Linked DNA regions of Sus scrofa: all the other regions are linked to region 3. The links are chromatin contacts, called in public Hi-C and HiChIP or PLAC-seq maps. All regions are on one chromosome and are shown on one strand. Each heading gives the region's core, a stretch centred on a gene start, on an enhancer-like site or on the middle of the called end of the contact. The rest is flanking DNA. Distances are from core to core; before and after follow the strand shown. Region 1 holds the start of C15H4orf47 (chromosome 15 open reading frame, human C4orf47). Region 2 holds the start of CCDC110 (coiled-coil domain-containing protein 110). Region 3 holds the start of TLR3 (toll like receptor 3).

Region 1 (4,544 bases), core at 1,302-3,801, 500 kb after region 3:
GAGAAGAATACATGAAGGTAGGATAGCCCAATAAAATGGTCTCCCTGCTCCTATAAAATTATTTAACTCTATTGAAATTTCAAAAATTTATTTAACTCTAATGCTTTAAAAATCCAGACATTAAAAAATATCATTTAACAAATACTAAACACATGTTCATATAGAAAATAACCACTCTTAAGCAGTAAAGAAAACCAAATATACTTACGATTAAATTGTGACACATATTTATCACCAACAGTAACATATTCCATCTCACTGAAGAGGCCAATTCTCTCCATATCAGTTTTCCCTCCTTCCCCAGGCATGGTTACTTCTTGAGGTGGTATGCTCTGTAACTTCAGTGGGTTCTTAGTGTCACTTCTTTTATAACAAAACTCCTACTCTACATTGAAAAATACAGGGAAAATTTTTAGGGGAAAGGTGATTACTAAATTTTACTCCAAATTACTTTCAGCCTGAGTGTTAACATGCACATAGTTATATCATAAAACAAGAGTCCCAAACTCTGTGGGGAAAGAATCTACTTTGTGGGCCTGAGCAGGAATAATAGGGATTCAAAGTTATCACCATGAACCCTCCCTTTGACTCTCCAGGTAAAGCAGCCATAAGTTATAAAGAAATGTGTATCTGTTGCATTGCCATTCATCTGTCCAAAATAATAAAATTATTACTGTACAATGTGGGATAAATACTGCGTAAATAAATCCTTCTTTTGAGAAGTTCAAAGTAGATTGAAAGAACTTGATTACATAAGGCAGATATATTGAGTTTAGATAAAATTATGTCAACATACTACATTGTCCCTCATATTAAATACTAGAATTTCCTTTTTCAGAATGAACAAGACACCTAGGTATTACCCTATTGTTTTTGAGGTTTTTTTATGAAATATCACACTAAATATATAATTATTTATTTGGATATACTGCTTTTAAATTAGACACGTTCTAAAAAGTATGACCAAAGAGCTAAGAACAATTGCCTCTATTTCACTGTAATATTTTTTAACACCAATTAGTTATACGCACTGGATGTACGTTATAATCCAAGCTAAGAAATTTTGTCTTAAATTTTGAAGATGTTTCAATGCCACTAAACAAGGTTGCCTATTTGGAACTGTGGCCCATCTCCTTCTCTCCCTGCATCCTACCTCTTCCTCTGAGCAGGTATGCTTTAAAACTAGAAGTCAGGAGATCCCATCGTGGCTCAGTGGCTAATGAACCTAGCTAGTAACCATGAGGTTGCGGGTTTGATCCCTGGCCTCCCTCAGTGGGTTAAGGACCTTGCCTGAGCTGTGGTGTAGGTCTCAAATGCGGCTAGAATCCCACATTGCTTGGCTCTGGCATAGGCTGGCGGCTACAGTTCTGACTAGACCCCTGACCTGGGAACCTCCATAGGCTGCGGATGCGGCCCTAGAAAAAGGCAAAAAAAAAACAACAAACCTAAAAGTCAGTCAGAGTGTATTAATTCGATTTGCATCGATTTCAAAGCTCCATCTTCACCGACCATCCACAAAGGCTTCCTGTGATGCTACAGGGGCTTAAATCCTTAAAGGCTCAAATCCTGAAATGGTTCTATCAAGGCCACTATCGCCCTCATCTGTCATCATGGGAACCGCCCCCCTCCATGGCATCTGGGTTCCAATTGTCCTTTTTCAGTTCTCAAGTCAGGCTCTCTCCAGCCACAGGACCCTAGCATATGCTGTTTCACTTTAGCCAGGTACCACTATGCAGACCGCTTTCATTCCTCCAATTAATACTGATCCTTCTAATTGTTTAGTTCATTCCTCACTTCTTTAAATCCCTCTGTCATAGCGGCACGTTCTTCTCTTTACTACTCTTTCCAACCCCTCACCATGGTTAACTAATGGATTATGTTACACTGTAGGGATCCTTTAACCAACAACTCTTTCCCGCTGAACTGTGGTTTCCAAGAAGGAGGTTCTTCCTTACCAGAATGAAAAAAAATAAAGAAAGGAAACAGGGTGGCGGGGGTGACGGGGAGGGATAGAAAAGGAGTCCCTGTCTTGCATTTTCTGCACTGCTTAACTCTTCTTGAGCAACATTTACAAATCCATTCATTCAATGATTTCACAGTTTGCAAGCCACTCTGACTAGGGCTGTGGTACAAGCTAGGAAAACAGATTTTAAATAAATGCACAGATCCTGACCCTAGGGAGCAGTAGACAAGACTTAACTAAGTATAACAGGGTGGAACAGCAAGTTCCCATCGAAAGTTACGGATAAAGTGCCTTGGGGCGGGGGGTGAGGTGGGACAGAGGAACAGTAAACTTCTGGCTGAGGTGATGAACAAAATGACGTCCCACTAGGAAAACGGAGGCTCAGAGTAGGTAGGTATCTAAAGGACAACACCTGGGGGCCCCAAGGACCAAGTCACCTCTAAGAAGGGTACCCAATCCGAGAAGCGAGATCAGACGTCCCAGCTCCAGCCCGGGTCAAGTCAACTGCGGAAGCGACCAGAGCCACGAGCAACCTCAGGAAGAGCCCTTCCCGCGCCGGCCCTTGCTACTCAGCAACCCAGCAAGTTTTGCGAGGAGGTTTATTTTGGGACGTTGCCTCGGTTACGGGAGAATCCATTCCAAGAACGCTACCGGAGGATGTGTAAAGGTTAGAATCCCCATTGGAGAACCTCACAGAAAGACGTGAGAGTGTCTGTAGGATACGAATGACGCAGTCAACACAACTGTCCGAAAGTGAGTCTTCTCTTTCCCGCCTCTTTATCCATCCGCGAGATGTGGTGGAGTGGTACGTCCATGACGTATGCTGCAGGGAATGTTGGGAGTTGTAGTCGGCCTTTCTCAAAGCCCAGACGTCGATGACGCCACTTCCGGCCCAGCGTTCTGCGCGGTAGGCGGGCGTCCTCTGTGTTGGCCACGTAGCAGTTATGGTGAGTACCCCTTCTCGTCACCGAGTACTGCCTTTCCTCTCAGGCTTCACTAGTACCGCTCCACAGCCCTTGAAAGAACTGGTCCCGCCGGCGTCTTGGTGGCAGCTGCGACTCAGTGGCCTGGGCTATCTCGTCCATGGGCTGTCTAGTTAGGGCCGGAGGGAAACTGGCCCTGGCCCCCAGCGCAGCCACTTTTGACTACGCGCTCCACCTTTTACTTGTGAATGCAGTTTGCGAACCAGGCGTTTTTGTTTATTAGGGGTTTTTGAGGGTTTTGAAAAAGGATTGGACCTGGGGAAGATGTAACTTTCCAAATGGTCTATTCCCTTAGCTGCTGTGATGTCACACACTCTTGGTTTTCCCTCCTGATGGCTCAGCCAGCTCCTTTAATCATGTGGTGTTAAGTACTTTACGCCCTATAATTTCTACAAAAACAAAAAAACCTTTTTTTGGCCACACCCTGGGCATAGGGAAATTCCCACGCCAGGGATCAAATCCGAGCCACAGCTGAGACCTGTGCCACAGCTGTGCAGCTATGGCCGCACAAGATCCTTAACCCACCGCACCACAGTAGGAACTCCTCTCCAAAATTATATCTTCAGTTTAGATGTTTATTCTGAGCTTCAGACCTGCACACTACTAAATGTATCCCCACTTGAGTAGCTCATATGTATTTCAAACTCAGCAAGTTGAAAGCTGACCATTCCCACCTCCCCTCATTCCACACCTGCTTTTTCTCTAGTGATTCCCATCTCAGTTCATTGTGCTGCCCTTCCACTACTTGGTTGTTCAAGCCAAAAACCTGGAAATCATCCGTGACATCTCTCTCTTCTCAACTCCTGAACATCTGTTCAGTAATCACATCGTAAGGAACCGGCCTCAGTTGTCACTCCTTTACTCTAACACTATCAGATCCAACCATCCACTTTGGCCTCTTAAGTGGGGTTTTTTTGTTTTAGTTTGTTTTGTCTTGTTTTTAACACAACTGCACCTGTGGCACATGAAAGTTCCCAGGCTAGGGGTCAGTCGAATCAGTTCAGAGCTGCAGCTGCCAGCTCAGCAACTCAGGATCTGAGACACATCTGTGACCTACGCTGCAACTTGAGACAGTGTTGGATCCTTAACCCACCGAGGGAGGGCAGGGATTGAACCCACATCCTCCTGGATACTAAGTGGGTCTATAATCTGCTGAGCCACAGCAGGAACTCCCTTAAATGGTCTTTTAAGAAAGCCTTGGCCAATCTGAGCACCTGCCTGGGCTGGGCTCTTCCACCTCCACCCCCATCTTTCCTTTGGAATTATTCATACTGTTACCTATTGACTGCTTAGATCTCAACTTAATATTATTTCCTCAGAATATCTTAATTCAGAAATGTAAGGAGATTCTAGTGTATTCATGTAAGATCTCTTATGGAACCTTCACAACAGCTCTGTGAAGTTGTGTATTTTTCCAGTTTTACAAAGGAGAAGACAGACTTGAATGGTTAGTTATAAGGTCATACAGTAATTAACAACTAAATTTTTCTCTTGCCTGTCTTTTTAACTTTTATCTCCAGTATCTTTCAGTGACATTAACTATTTTTATTCAAATAGGTGCATCATGTTTAACCAATTTCTTTCTTTAACACATTTCT
Region 2 (4,377 bases), core at 1,235-3,734, 460 kb after region 3:
AAAATTGACAGAACACTGTAAAGCAGCTATAATGGAAACAAAATTAAAATCATTTTTACAAAAACTCATTACATATTCTAAGTATCTTTATATAGCAAGAGAAACACACTGTTATTACTAATGTGTGACTGAGTGGCCTGAATTAGTGCAGTTTCTTCAGTATCTAAAAAAGCATAAAGCAGCTTTGCATCAGGAAGAAGAGGGTCACATACTTCAATCTGAACTAAAGTCTTGAAGAAGCTACAGAGACTCTGACTGCTCTATTTACTCAAACCAATAAACACCTACATACCCTTAGGGAGCTCCACAAACAGAGCACTTATCTGACCTACATGCCATGCGTTCCCCTTTGCTCAGGCCTTGGTCAGAGGGAGGAAAGCTCTCCAACACCTTTGAAGAATGGCCAAAACTTCTCGAGTTTGAAAAGACTGTGAGCCCCTCTGTCTTCTTCATCCAACCCATGCCCATGCTCTATTCCTCAAGTTCTCTTTCCAACTTATTTTTCCCACCCAGCCTTTCTGAATCTCCGACTCGTCTCAGCCTGCAAGCATGCTCAAGTACTCCACACCATCCTAAAAATATCTCTTTCCCTAACATCTATTCCTTCTCAGGCTATCCTGATATTTCTCTGTCTATCCCTTAGCACACTAGACTTCATACAGGTACATCAACTCACGTTCTCAGAATCCCCATTATACTGATGTTAATAAGTCCCCTTAAAGCAGCAATCAAATTCCTAAGAGCCAAAGCTAGTGGCTATTCTTAGTGATTTGTGGGGTTCCATCTCCTATATAGACAAAATTAGGTTAAAACTAATTCTATAAGAAACATAGAGGAAGCCTGCTGTGGATATGCATTTGCACCAAGCCTTTGAGCTGTCAAAGGCCCACTACCCATCCAAGACTTCCTAAGTCACCAACACAGTGCTTCTCTGACTAAAGCACTGACCTTATGATAACTGCCCAAATTTGTTATATTTTAGGAGTGGTTTGGTTACTTTTTCACACTACTACAGATCTCAGCTATGATTAATGATAGCCTTGTGATCTCAGATTTTTAAAAAGATCTTCTGAAGCTAAAAAACAACAAAGTATTTTAGTCTGGTAATAAATTGCTAAGAATAGATTTGACTAGCTTGTTTTTGTGCAAGCTCTTGAATTTGTTCCAGATTCTTGAATCTGCAGCTGTTAGTCAACAGGTGAAAATGGGTTCTCTAAGAGGAGCCACTAGAAGATTCTGAAATATTGTGACTCACAGATTAAAAAAAAAAAAAAAAAAAAAAAAAAAAAAAACTGGCAGTACAGATTTTAATTCCAACTTTTAGCAATGAAGCTCACAATAAAAAATAAAGCAGACATTTTCAGGGAAGTTGTTGGACTGCCAACAACTACGGAAAGAGAAAGCATATCTGACAGGAAATGTGCCCCCATCTATCTAACATGAAGGCAAATGAAACAGAAAACCTCTCCACAATGAGAAAGTAGTACAGGTGATGTGTGACACCATGGCAGGAAATAAGAACTTCCAGTTCCAGCATTAATAATTTATACCTCCTCTATACTTTTGGAAAATTTAGATGAAATATTATCCTAGTTCATAAAACCATAACTTATGGGTCTTAAATTTTGAATTTTCAATTATTTTATATTCTATCTGTAATGGTTGTTCTCACAAGATTAAATAATATATACTCATTTAAAGCTTTTACTTAAAGAACTCTATTTAAGTTTTGACTGACACATCATGCCAACCAGTTCTCAGCTGAACAAGCTCCAGCTTTCAGCACAACATCCATCTTTTGGCAGGCAGTTTATCCAAGTGTATAGGAAATCAGCATGTTCTACAAATGAAGATCTATTCTGCGACAGCTCTAATGTGTGTGTACTTTTTGTTTGTTTGTTTGTCTTTTTGCCTTTTCTAGGGCCGCTCTCGCGGCATATGGAGATTCCCAGGCTAGGGGTCTAATCGGAGCTGTAGCCACCGACCTATGCCAGAGGCACAGCAACACCAGATCCAAGCCATGTCTGCAACCTACACCACAGCTCACGGCAATGCCGGATCCTTAACCCACTGAGCGAGACCAGGGATGGAACCCACAACCTCATGGTTCCTAGTCAGATCATTAACCACTGCACCACGACGGGAACTCCGTTTGTGTACATTTCAAGTTATCTTAAGCTCATTACTGGAAAGAGGGGTCTTCTTTTAAGCACAGCAAACATAAGTCCTTTCACAATATTGGTCTAGGACCCTTTGAACCCCCAATCGCTGAAACTAATCGGAGGGATGCATTGAAACAAGAACAGAATAAAACAACGAAATGGCGATCAGACAAGGGGAGGTTCCTGGGGGGTTGTGTGTCCCCAAACATTCCCCTCTCTCCACACAGCTTCGGTCTAACAGATACTGTGTTAATCAAGAGTCTGCTCACGATGAAGTTCTGGGTCAGCAGGGGAGACGAAAGGGGAGGGGAGAAACGTCCTAATGAACTTGCCTCTGGGTTTGGGGGGCAAAGCAAAGCTGGGACCTTCCCACCGCGCAGCTCTAGCAGGGCGAACATCAGGTACTCGGACCCGCGACTTCAACTCGCAACTTCTTCCTCCCCCATCCCCCACCCAGGCGCGGGCCACTGCCGCTCGAGGAGTCCCGGCCACCACGTTACCAAGCAACAGGCTGCCAGAAGCAACTGAGCAGAATGCCAGGGGTTAGGGAAGTCGGTTGGGAAGAGAGCCTGAGCAACAGAAATGAGCCCAGGTAAGAGCCAGGCCGGGAGCCGGCCCTTGGGGGGACGGTCTAGGAAGTGGACCGGTGGTAGTGGAGGGCGCCGCCTCCCCAGCCGCCTCTCCCTCCACACGGGTCCTGTCCGGAGAGCGAATCTTCCAGACTCGCTGCACAGCTCGCTCACCCCGGGACGGAAAGCACCGCCTCCCTCCCCCAGCCCGCCTGGCTTTGGTCTGGGAGCCACCAGTCCCGCCGCCCCAGCGTGGCTCCAGCGCGCCCTCCGGTGGCGGCTCAGGGCTCCCGCGTCCCGAATCCCCAGGCCTTGCCTCTTCTCCCAACAGAAAAGCATCCTGAGGAAGAGGATGAGGTGGCCTGCGTTCTCCTTTCAGCGTCCAAGATCCTAAATTCCTCTGAAGGGGTAAAGGAAAATGGTGGCAGTGAAAAAGGTAAAACCTTCCAGGTCAAGGCTCGGATGGCAGTGAAGTTTCTGCCTTTTACTACAGGCAGCCAGTACATTGCCTAAATCCACTGCCCACCTGGTGTAGTTCCACTAACTACTCATATAATAATAAACTAACACCGCTATCTGGCATTTACTTTGTGCCAGATATTGTTCTAAACACTTTAATCTATCAACTTATCTAATCTTCACAACCCTATGAAGTCAGTCTACCATTTTCCTCCTATTACAAGTGGGGAAACAGGCACAGAGAGGTTGTTTTATATATATATATATATAGTTATATACAAAAGTAAAATTATATATATATATATAACTATGTATATAACTGGGTTATTTTTCTGTACAGCAGAAATTGACAGAACATTGTAAATCAACTATAATTAAGAAAAAATTAAAGGAAAAAAGACCCAAATGTTAAATAATAGATTGAAACACAGCTGAGCGTCCTATTTTGTTAAAAAAAAGAAAAATTAAGTTTTTTTTTTTTTAAAAGAGCTGCAGTTTTTAAGCTCCATAGAAATCATGAATAAGATGTGTGTAAATACCCAGCCAGGAGGGATCTGAGAACACTGAAGTTGAAGTCTCATTCCCTGGAAAGAAGCCTTAGGAGGCTACATACCTCAGAGGGGGCTGGTGTTCAGCATGACACTCCAGGGGAGTAGCAGAGTACTGTGGGCAGAAGGTGACATCTAAACTGATGGGCCAGGTTGCGATCTGACAGTTGCTCACAGCCCATAGGGGACATGCAGGTGACCCAGATGCAGAGGTGCCAGGAAAAGCAGTGAGGTGGAGACCTGAGGTCAGCACAGGATTTGCCACCTTCCCAAATCCAGGACCTTCATATAGGTCTTGTCAAGGGCCCCAAAAGAAGGGCTGGAGCAGCTACACCCTCACAGATAAGACACAAGACAACTGGAGGCCCAGGGACCACCAGGATGAGCCACACCTTAGTGGAGGCCAGCAGGACAGTGTGCTGACCACCCCCTCTCCAATCTTGTGAGCCCCACCGGTGTCCCTGTGCAATAGGAGGGTAATGGAAAGCTCCAGCTGGGGAGAAAGTCCTCCCAGAGAGTTTAGACACTGAGACAACTCAGCACTTCAGAGAGCATTTAAGGTCAGAAGAAACTGAGGGACATTAATTTAGCAAGACCATGTGATTGTTCTGGAACCTAAGCAGGATGAAAAGCCCTAGA
Region 3 (4,339 bases), core at 492-2,991:
GATCTCATTGTTTATCCACTCCAAATGCAATAGTTTGCATCAATTAACCCCAGACTCCCTATGTCCTGTTATTTTTTATTTCACCTAATCTGTTGCTACATTTCTAACTGTAAAGGCTAATCCTAAACCTCTCCTCCAGTACCATAAGGGTACTACCTCTATTTACCAACTAACACATATATTAAAATAATATAACAAACATATTACAGTGTATGCAATACATTCCCCTCACTTGTCTAGGTGATGTTTACCTCTTCTGGAAGGGTTGTAGTTAGAGAGCAGAAATACTGAGAAGGACTATGCCGTTGACAAAACACATAAGGACTGAAAGATATTCATTCCCAGATCTGAAGATATACTTCACCTGATGGACAAGACTCATCAAATGCTAGGCAGGGTGACTGAAAAAGGAAAAATACACAGAATGTTATGAAACTTCAGAACTGTAACCATTCACATGTTAAAAAAAAAAAAAAAAAAAAAAACCTTTTTAAAACCTTCTGAGGAGAACATGTGTTCAATTACTTCCAAAGGAAAGATCTGGAAAGCTGCAGAACTTTTCATCAACAATATGAGCCACTAGAAAACAATCATGCTAAGCTGTCAAAACTTTCAGGGGAAATAATTTCGAACTCCGAATTTCATATCCAGCTGAAAGATTAAAGATGAGGTTAAAAATTATCTTGAGATATGCACAGACTCAGAAAGTTTATCTCTAGGCAACCTGCGTGAAAAGTTATCCTGAAATGTGCTTCAGTGAAACAAACAAAAACACAGGGAGAGAATGAAATGAGAGTGAAGAGTTGATGTTGCATGAAATGTAACAGAAACAAAGCAGGCTTAAAAGAGATGAAAAGCAGATTACTCACACATTTCATTGTTCGAGTGAAAGACAACGTTGCATCATGGTTGGATGTGCTGTCTGGAGTCAGGCTGCTTAGAGTCAATCACATTGACAGTTTGGCTTGTACAGTTTGGTTTGTAAGTTCACAGGATTTCTCCCCTAATGTATGCAGATAAACCTATACGCAGACACACACTAACACGCAATCCTAATGTAAAGTTGGGAGGCAGATTCCTGAAACCAAGACTGCATGAGTCTCACTTATCCAGATTTCCGACCTTTCTACACATCTGCACATCTTTCCATGTCTCCTCTTCCTCCATTTTCCTTTCTGACGCCAAAGAAAGCCATTTTCTCACACCTAGGAACACCTGAAGTGTTTTCTCCTTGTCAAGCCCATGACAAAATGCCAGCTCCCAACTCCTCTCCAGCCAAGAAAGGAGATAAACTCTGTTCAGCCCATGGGGTTTTGTATCTTTAAGACAAAATGTGATTTTTTTTTTTAAAAAGGCTGTGGCAAACTGATTTCCATCACTTCCCAAACATGTTTCCCAGTTATAGAACACCACAAAGGAAAAAAAAAAAAAAAAAACACTGCATAAAATGATTTATCACGTTAATTAGAAGTTCATTAATTACTGTTAATTACTGTCGCTTGTCCTCTGAGTTAGGATAGAGTTCTCCCCACCCATCTCACCTCCCTTTTCTTCTCTCCTTGCTGAATGATTCTGACTAGATCTCAAGCACCAGATCAAAAAAAGAGCCAAGAATGCTAAAACCAACGTGCCTTCTAGCTTTACCAAATATGAGAGAGCCTATCCCAGTGAGATTAAAATATTTACCTTCATTTACTCTGACAACAGCTGGCCATTCCTTTTTTCTTTAGTCCAATTCCAGTCGTTTTCATCTGGGAAGTGTGGCAAGTTTGCTGCAATCTTGAAAGTGAAACTAAAGTTAAAGAAAAAAAAAAAAAAAACACGTTGGTACCGTCTAAGAAGGACAAAGGAAAAAAACCCACAATCTCAGCCGGAGGTGTTTTACATTGTACCATTAAAATGCCTTGTTTATCTTCTTCAGGTACAGTCCCTTTGGGTTTTATTAAAAGGTCACAGGTTTAGTAACAGAGAAAGTTGAAAGGATTAAGACCTCACCCTTTGATGTGGGCCGGGCTTATACTCAGGAGGTTAATGAATATCTGAGAGTGAATTCCTCTTTTTTTTTTTTTAAACAAAGTCTGATGTGTGACTGTCAGCATTTAGTAGAGTGCAGTCAATGGAACAGAAAAAAAAAAATAACCTCAATTCCTTATCAAAGCTAAGAACTTTCACTTATCTCATTCTTAGCAACCTTGTGAAGACAAATAATGCAGAAATTAACCTTTTTTTTTTTTTTTTCTTTCTTTTTAGGGCCATATTGCGGCATGGGTATGTGGAATTTCCCAGGCTAGGGGGTCTAATTGGAGCTTCAGCTGCTGGCTTACACCACAGCTCACTGCCATGCCGAATCCTTAACCCACTGAGGAGGCCAGGGATGGAACCCTTGTCTTCACGGATCCTAGTCAGGTTCGTTACTGCTGAGTCAAGACGGGAATTCCAGAAATCAACCTTTTCTTTTTTTCTTTCTTTATTTTTTTCGTCTTTTGTTGTTGTTGTTGCTATTTCTTGGGCCGCTCCCGCGGCATATGGAGGTTCCCAGACTAGGGGTTGAATCGGAGCTGTAGCCACCGGCCTACGCCAGAGCCACAGCAATGCGGGATCCGAGCCGCATCTGCAACCTACACCACAGCTCACGGCAACGCCGGATCGTTAACCCACTGAGCAAGGGCAGGGACCGAACCCGCAACCTCATGGTTCCTAGTCGGATTCGTTAACCACTGCGCCACGACGGGAACTCCCAGAAATCAACCTTTTGATCAAAGAAGAGACCAAGTTTCAGAGTTCCCGTGGTGGCTCAGTGGTAATGAACCTGACTAGGATTCCTGAGGATTCGGGTTCCATCCCTGGCCTTGCTCAGTGGGTTAAAGATCCAGTGTTGCTGTGAGCAGATATGGTTCAGATCCCGTATTGCAGTGGCTGTGGCATCGGCTGACAGCTCCAATTCGACCCCTAGCCTGGGAATTTCCATAAGCCCCAGTTGTGGCCCTTAAAAAAAAAAAAACCAAAATCCCCATTTTATTTTTATGAAGAGGTACAGACTTCTAGCTACAAAATAAATATATTGCATAGGGAATATAGTCAATAATATTGGAAATTTGCATGGTAACAGATGCTTACTAGACTTATTGCGATCATTTCATAATGCATATAAATATCAAATCACTATGTTGTACACATGACACTAATATAATATGATATGTTAATTCTGATTCCCAAAAAACCTTGCCGTGGGTTTATAATGTGAGAAGTATATTATGGACCTAGAAGACCAGTTACATTGGCTTTAGAAAATTAGTTAGACAGCAAATTTTTTTTTTTTTTTTTTGGCTGTACCTACAGCATATGGAAGTTCCCAGGCCAGAGATCAAACCTGAGCCACTGCAGTGACAAAGATGGATCCTCATTCCTGGAGCCACCATGGAACTCTGGATAGACAGTCGTTTTGAAGTGCTCACTGGTCTTCCTTCACAGCCACCGTTCAGAAAGGACACAGTCCTGCTCTGTCGTGTTTAAAATTCTAGAAGGCATTTCTTTTTCTCTTTTTTTGAAATCTTTCTCTAAAGTAAAGGTACAATCCCTCTTACAAGCGTCACTTCTATATCAGCACACTGAGCTTCAGCTGGTTGACTCTAAGTTGCCCACCAGACAACAAACTCAGCAAGAACCTTAATGAGAGAGGAATAACACTGTCCTTCCTGTTACTCTCACTCACATCTACTAAGCAGGACTGAACTTGAACTTCCCCTCTGAAAAAGAAAGCAATATTCGATGCACAGAGCTTCTAGCTCAACTTGAACTTTTATTTATTTTTTATTTTTTTATTTTTTATTTTTGTAACTGTACATGAAAAATGGTGATCTCTTCCAGCTGTTATAAATCTGTGAGGTGGATTCGAGTGAATGGGGTCTCACTCTCCTTCACTGACTGCCTCATGAAATGTTGAAGGGTTCTTCAAACTCTATGTCTTAAACTTTTTTATGTTATTTATTATTTTTTAAATTAAAATATAGTTGATTTATAATGTGCCAATTTCTGCTGTACAGCAAAGTGACTCAGTCATACATATATGTCCATTCTTTTTCTCATACTACCTTCCATCATGGTCTATCCCTAGAGATTGGATATAGTTCCCTGTGCTGTACAGTAGGACCTCATTGCTTATCCATTCTAAATGTAACAGTGTGCCACCAACCCCAAGCTCCCCGTCCATCCCACTCTCTCCCCCCCTTAATTTGATATTCATTTATTAATATAAAAAATAAAATTCTAGACCCAACTTCACGTTCATGCTACATTTTAAACATCCTAATTAAGTATGAACAGATTGCTGGCTAGTGGG

What was found. A called contact is a pair of places that touch in the nucleus more often than the background predicts. HiChIP or PLAC-seq counts read pairs in DNA pulled down with a chosen protein or histone mark.
Region 1: a contact with region 3 is called in an H3K27ac HiChIP or PLAC-seq map of alveolar macrophages. The contact joins the promoter of C15H4orf47 here to the promoter of TLR3 in region 3. A contact is called at or near these places in 3 of 5 promoter capture datasets (fetal liver, fetal skeletal muscle and liver), 1 of 47 Hi-C or Micro-C datasets (skeletal muscle) and 2 of 2 datasets of contacts at active chromatin or transcription factors (alveolar macrophages and skeletal muscle).
Region 2: a Hi-C map of liver shows a contact between it and region 3, with 4 times the contacts expected there. The contact joins the promoter of CCDC110 here to the promoter of TLR3 in region 3. A contact is called at or near these places in 1 of 5 promoter capture datasets (liver), 19 of 47 Hi-C or Micro-C datasets (alveolar macrophages, brain, embryonic fibroblasts and 11 more) and 1 of 2 datasets of contacts at active chromatin or transcription factors (skeletal muscle).

What each region holds. Positions count from the first base shown.
Region 1 is chr15:46,468,896-46,473,439 of Sscrofa11.1, reverse strand. C15H4orf47 (chromosome 15 open reading frame, human C4orf47) reads right to left here and starts at 2,551. Exons shown (of 8, transcript NM_001190210.1): 1 at 2,416-2,551; 2 at 209-385. The coding sequence starts at 308. It overlaps UFSP2 (ufm1-specific protease 2), which reads left to right and starts at 2,824. Exons shown (of 11, transcript XR_002339221.1): 1 at 2,824-2,910.
Region 2 is chr15:46,501,783-46,506,159 of Sscrofa11.1, reverse strand. CCDC110 (coiled-coil domain-containing protein 110) reads left to right here and starts at 2,484. Exons shown (of 7, transcript XM_021075584.1): 1 at 2,484-2,754. The coding sequence starts at 2,745. It also overlaps a transcript of C15H4orf47 not described here.
Region 3 is chr15:46,963,664-46,968,002 of Sscrofa11.1, reverse strand. It overlaps TLR3 (toll like receptor 3), which reads right to left and starts at 1,741. Exons shown (of 8, transcript NM_001097444.1): 1 at 1,688-1,741; 2 at 252-401.